2 separate regions of the Sus scrofa genome follow, and region 2 is linked to region 1. Evidence: chromatin contacts called from public Hi-C data. All regions are on one chromosome and are shown on one strand. The core of a region is the stretch at or near the end of the contact, and the rest is flanking DNA. Distances in the headings are between cores, read along the strand shown. Region 1 holds the start of GSPT1 (eukaryotic peptide chain release factor GTP-binding subunit ERF3A). Region 2 holds the start of C3H16orf72 (UPF0472 protein C16orf72 homolog).

Region 1 (3,089 bases), core at 411-2,910:
ACAGAAAGTCTACTAGCTATGGTCAAAACGGCACGCGACAGCTATGAAGTTCTAGCAAATGCTCAGGTGTCTGAATAGACTAATTCCTGACACATGAACACGGAGAGCGAGTTATATATACCAAGTAACCTGAATAAGGTAAAAGATTTTAACGCAGTAAAAATGCTAAACCTATCACCAACTAAGGAGAAAAGTCAGTCCCACGTGAGAAAAAGGGCACATGATCAACGTACACACTTTAATGTTAAGTGAGAAACGAACTCTGTGACATCTGTGAACTCCACAAGCTTACAAAATGCTAAGAGTGAAAAAAGATCTATTGATAGCCAACTGTTTCTGCCGGATCGCAAGACTGCAATGCATCCTGGGATTCCTTCAGGATGGTTCCGTGCCATAGATATTTAAAACGTAATTACAGTTTCAATAACAGAAATCGCGGCGAGACGCTCTCTCGTCTAGACCGAGGTGAAGGGAAAACTCCAGCATTCGTCCTCCCCAAGCCCTCAGCGCTCTCGACAACCACCCGACCGACCCTAGGCTCCATCTGTCCTCATTTCTAGGCCTCGTGGCACTGTCCAGCGGCGGTCCCCCTCCGTCCCATACGGTCCCCACTTCCAGCGGGGAAGTGGGGCCCCACGGAAAAAGAGGCCGGCCGCGGGTCTCGGGCCTTCGGCCCCAGTGGTGTGCCCCGCACGCTGCTCCCACCCCGCCCGGCCCTCCACCGCCGCCACCCTGCGCAGGCCGCCACCCTGGCCCCGGGGCGCCCCACCCAGGACAGCCGGCGCCGCTGTCAGCTCCCCACGTGCCGCCTGGCCCCACGACCACGCGCCTCTGGCCTGGCGCGCTCCCGACCCCACTCCGATCCCCATCCCAGGTGGGCTCAGGCTCCCAGGCCGGCTGCTCCTGTCCTCCCCGCCCGGCTTCCTCCCGCAACCCAGGAAAGAGCGGCGTCCCGGCCTTTTACCCGAAGGGCCTCCCGCGCCGCTGCCGGCTCCGTGGTTGTTGGCGGCGGCGCCAGCTGGGGGTGCTGACGGCTGGGCCGGGCCCCGCAGGAAGGACGGCACGAACTCCGCGGCGTGGACGTTGGGCACGAAGGGCTTGGCGTTGACGTTGAGTTGCCGGCTGAAGGCCGCGCTGAGGTGCTCACGCTGGGCCTCGGCCGCCGCCGCTGCCAAAGGGCCGCCGGCGCCGCCGCACGGTCCCGGTCCGGGGGCTTCCATGTCCGCCTGGTCCCAGCAATCCGGTGCCGAGTCGCTGCTGCTGCTGCCGCTGCTGCTCCCACCTCCTCCGCCACCGCCGCCGCCACCACTGCCCGGATCCATGATCGGGGGGGCCGTGTGTGTGGTGAAGAGAGGGCGGGAAATGGAGGCGGGGGCGATGGGCCGGGGTGGAGCAGGCCGCGCTGAGCCCGGGAAGCTGCGAGGCAGAGAGGCTGGGAGAGCTAACTACACAATCTCCGGCGTCGTCGCGGCAGCACCTTTAATCCCGGCTTCGCACTCGCAACGACGACCGCGGCGGCAGCAACGGCTCAACCCTCCTCGTGTGTGCTAGCAGATCTCCTCCCACCCAACCCCAACCACCTCCAACCACCTCCGACCGCCTCAGCGCCAACCCCACGCCTGGTGCGAATTGACCCCTCGCCGCCACCCGTACCTTCGCCTCGGTAGTTTTCGGCTCCGGCCGGCCCCGTTTCCGGCTACGAGTCGCGGCGAAGGCGGAACTACGAGTTCCGGCAGCACCCGCGCGACCCCGCTGCGGTTTTCCCGGGGGCCGACGGGAGTCGGAGTTCGGGGCCGGGAGCAACCGGAAGCGGCGCCGTCTCCCGGCAGGCAGCGCGAGAAGGCGGAGGTTTGGTCACCTCTCAGCGGCCCCACCTGTCACCGGGTGGGGGCCGGGGTAGGAGCGAGCCCTGGCGCGACTTCTCGCGGGGCCGCGGACTGCAGGTCTCTCAGCCCACGGGGGTGTCCGCTCTGTCCTTCCGCACTGGACGCGGGAAAACGGACAGCAGATCTAAGGTGGAAAGAAAAGCTTTCAACTCCTGAAAATTCCTTCTCTTTTCACCAGCCCTCTGTGTTCCCTGCCTCACAGCCTCCCTACCTTGTTCTCTTTCTTTCCACCTTCCTCCTCCCCGCCCCCAGCCAGAATTTGCCCCACATTTCAAAGACGACGCGGGGTGTCTTTCATTTTTTGTATTCACTTGGTGGACGAGACCATAAAACCGTGAGACATGACAACTTGAACTGTAGAGTGGCTTGTAAAGCGCTCGGGCCCAGGCTCTGCCTCGGCAGAGGGGATTATTAACTGGAAACTTACAATGACTCACTGCCTGTATGACTAGTCATAAAGCCTTCACCCAAACTTTTCCATCCCTTCCTCCTCCCTGCCAAGGGCTTTGCAAACCAAACAGAGGATTGCCGTATTCCATGATGTAGCCAACTAACAGGGTTATTTTTGTGCGTCCAACTTCGTTTGCACCCTTAGGTGAAGTGGTTTTCTTTTGAAGGGTAGGATTTGCTCAGGTTTTGCCTTAGTACTTTATTGACTGCGTCTCATGCGGCCAGGTCGCGGTTCGGTAAACCCAGGAAAAGAGAAAAAGTGAAAGATAAAAACCTAGACCCAACTGCTTGAAGTGGGAAAATAGCCTTGTTCTTAATACCTGTTAAGTTCTCCTGTAATTCACCGTTACGGAGCCCAAAACAGAGAAAAACATATTGTTGATATTTTCCTGCTAGAAGTCTAGACAGAGGGCCAGTCTAGCAGAGTGTCATTTATCTGCTAGAAATTACAGAGTACAGTCTGTACAGAGAACACACAAAGATATTTCTTAAAAACCTTATGTTAAGCTCCAAAACCTAAATCTAGGTATTAATTTTAAACATCTATTTTAAAGATAAAAGAACTCAGCCTAATGAGACAAATCACAACAGAGCTGTCTGTTACCTTTGAAAACATAATCATATTCTAAAGTGGTTTGAAATTGGGTTTAATATTAAATTAATATTAAACCGGAGACATCCATTATAACAAGGCTGACTTTAAGTTTCTAGATGGGTCTGTGGTTCATTGCTCTGGAAATATTCTGGACATTG
Region 2 (3,089 bases), core at 298-2,797, 2.4 Mb before region 1:
GAGAGCAATGCGGGCTATGAAAAACTAAAACCAGGCCACAGGAGAGTGTAGAGGGAGGTACTTTAACGCAGCTGGTCTGACAAGCGTTCTCTGCTTCCAGGCCATTTGAGCCAAACCTTGAGGAATGACGACGAGGCAGGAGAGAGGAAACTGCGAGGGCAAAGGCCTTGAAGCAGAGAAGAGCTTGGAGGTCTGACGAAGCAGAAAGAAGGGCAGTGTGGCTGGGCAGCCCTAGCCAAGCAGAGAGTGGAGTTCAGATGAACGCAGAGGAGGCGGCGGGGCCAGATCCTGCCGGGACTTGTAGCCCACAGTGAGGTCAGATTTTCTTCCAAAAGTGATGGCTTTACAGCCAAACCGCTTTGTAGAAGGGCGCTTTCGCAGCCCCTGGGACTTATCCAAGCCCCCGTGGCTCGTACCCCCGCCGTCAGCGTATGAGTCTAAGGGCCAGTTTTGCATCTGTGCGGTCATCGCCCCTTTACGTGGCTTCTTCCTCTCCAGACCTTGAGCCCCTGGGACGTCCCCAGCCTGGTGACCACAGCGCGCAGCTCGGCGCCTGGTCCACAGGAGGCGCGCAGCCCGGGTGATGCGGAGATCGCACACGGCAGGTGATTGAGAAATCGGCGCAGAACTAACCCCCTGGAAACCCGGCCTCCCACTTGGCGCGGCCACGAGGATTCCCGGCCGGAGGAGGCGGGGGCTGGCGCGTGACGCAGGCTGCAGCACATGGCCCAGGAGTGTGCTTTTTGGGACAGGTGCGGGGGCCGCCAACTTCACGAAGGCACAGACGCAGCCTGGCCGAGGCACAGCTCTCCTGCCGAGGTTTATTTTCGGCTTTGTGAGTCGGCTGCGCGGCCGCAGAGGTCTAGTCAAGGGACGGGTCAGGGTGGGGGGCGGGCGCAAGAGCCCCCTGGACGCAACGAGAAGCGAGCCGCGTGAGTGGTGGCGGCCCGCCGGCCTAGCCACTTAGAAGTTTTTTTGTGGACTCCAAGGCTCAACTTGCTAATCTAGGAAATTGGTCTCTGAAATAAACGAAGACTCGCTTCGCAAGTTCATTCACCTTCTTCACTTCCCTCTTCTCTTTGGAAGCCCAAGAGTCTGGCGTAGGAGGCTGTCACCCACTACATCCCTCAGTCCCAGGGGCCCAGTAGCTGGACTAGACTTTGCGTCCCCCGGGGCCTCGGAAGCGCCGGAAAAGCCCCCTCGGGGTGCGGCCGCGGGGCCAGGTCACGTGACCCCCGCACGCCGCCTGGCAGCTGCGGCTGCAACTAGCGCGCATGCGCATTTCTCTATCCTCCCCACCTCGGTTGGCTCCGACGCAACCACTGTCAGCTCCTCCCCTCTGTCCCAGTCTTCATCCTTCCTGACTTTCACTCCCTTTCCCCCGCCCACTGGTTACGTCAGGCGGACAGGCCTACGAGCCAATCACGGCTCTATATTCAGGGGACGGCACGCGGAACCGGTCGGATCGGACCAATGGGGGCTCTCGGAGTGGGCGCGCCCCAACTGGGCAGGGGAGCCGGGGCCGAGTGGGCGGTGCTTCCCCAGTCAGCATGTGGGCGGGGGAGGGCGGTGACCAGCAGCCGCAGAGGCGTCGACGGCGGCGGCGACGACGAAGACGTTCCTCAGTCTTCGGGGTGGGCTCGGTGGCGCAGGCCGGGCTTCGCGGAGGTCTCGGTGGTCTGCGGCGGCGGCCCTAGAGAGGCCGCGGCGCTATGGCGTGGTGGTAGACCGGCTCAGGCCGGCGAGGCGAGGGGCGGCGGCGATCATCCGGTCCGCGGCGACCTTCGGCGGGGCCCGGGGGTAGGGAGACTCGGGGCGGGGGTCGTCCCGGACAGCGCGGGGCCGCGGGGCGGGGCTCGCAGGCCGTCGGGGTGCAGGAGGTCTGGGTCGCCGCGAGGAGCCGCCGCCGGCCGCTGGGCCCCGCCACCGGGCCGCTCGACGACGACGCTCCCGCGGGAGCCCCGCCTGAGGAGGACGCGGCGGCGGCGGCGAGGCCGCGGGAGGCCGCGGAGGATGGAGGAGCGGAAAGAGGAGGGCGAGGCCGAGATCCAGGAGCACGGGCCCGAGCACTGGTTTTCCAAGTGGGAGCGGCAGTGCCTGGCCGAGGCGGAGCAGGACGAGCAGCTGCCCCCCGAGCTGCAGGAGGAGGCGGCGGCCGCCGCGCAGCCCGAGCACAAGCAGCAGAAACTGTGGCACCTCTTCCAGAACTCGGCCACCGCCGTGGCCCAGCTCTACAAAGGTGAGGGCTGCTGCCGCCATCTTGCGCCGTCGCCCCCGTCGCCGCCGCCTAGGGCCCGGCTGTCGGGCGGTCGGCGGAGAGTCCGGGGTTGGCGGTGGGGTTGGGCGGTCTCCGAGGCTCCGGCCGTCGCGTCGCGGCCCTGCCGCCCCCTCCCCGCAAGATGGCGTCGCGGGAGGCGGGCCGTCGGGAGGCGCCCGGGGGGTGGCCCGGGGCGGGCGCTGGGGGCTCCTGCGTTGGGGGCCGCCCGGGGGGCCCCTCGCTTCTGGGGCCGGGCCGCCGGGCGCCCGGGGCCTGTGAGGGGAGGGGAGGGGCCCCCGGTCACAAAATGGCGAAGGGAGGCTCCGGGGCGGCCTATTGTGCCGGAGCCGGTCTCGGGGCGGGGACTTTGAGGGGGCGCCTCCCACCGCCGCGCCTGGGCCCCGGCTGCGCCCCGCGTCCCGCGTCCCCCCCTGGCCGCCCGCCGCGACCCCCTTCCTGCCGGCCCCCGACCCAGTGCGGGATCCCGAAAACCTTGAACAAAATGGCGAAACCTAATATGGCCGTTCCGGAGTGATTGACGCCCAAATAACATTGCTTTCTCTCTCTCTCCCCCCTCCCCCCTCGCCCCGTCTTTGTGCATTTCTTTCTTTCTTTTTTTTTTTTTTTTTCTCTTTTTGTCGTCTTTCAGACCGAGTGTGTCAGCAGCCAGGACTTTCTCTCTGGGTCCCCTTCCAAAACGCAGCCACCGCTGTCACCAACCTCTACAAAGGTAACGCTAACCTTGCTGCATTGCCGACTAAGGGGAAGGGCAGCCTGAGTCAGGGGATAAGTACGGCGTTCCGAGGGCATTGGCCACCTTGACCTGGCCCCG

The links. Hi-C and Micro-C count contacts between places; a contact is called where the count stands out from the background.
Region 2: a contact with region 1 is called in a Hi-C map of liver, with 8 times the contacts expected there. The contact joins the promoter of C3H16orf72 here to the promoter of GSPT1 in region 1. A contact is called at or near these places in 1 of 5 promoter capture datasets (fetal liver) and 2 of 47 Hi-C or Micro-C datasets (heart right ventricle and liver).

What each region holds. Positions count from the first base shown.
Region 1 is chr3:31,235,726-31,238,814 of Sscrofa11.1, reverse strand. It overlaps GSPT1 (eukaryotic peptide chain release factor GTP-binding subunit ERF3A), which reads right to left and starts at 1,660. Exons shown (of 15, transcript XM_021086589.1): 1 at 965-1,660. The coding sequence starts at 1,322. It overlaps LOC102166437 (a long non-coding RNA gene), which reads left to right and starts at 1,449. Exons shown (of 2, transcript XR_002342422.1): 1 at 1,449-2,015.
Region 2 is chr3:33,653,796-33,656,884 of Sscrofa11.1, reverse strand. It overlaps C3H16orf72 (UPF0472 protein C16orf72 homolog), which reads left to right and starts at 1,547. Exons shown (of 4, transcript XM_003354616.4): 1 at 1,547-2,239; 2 at 2,907-2,987. The coding sequence starts at 2,014.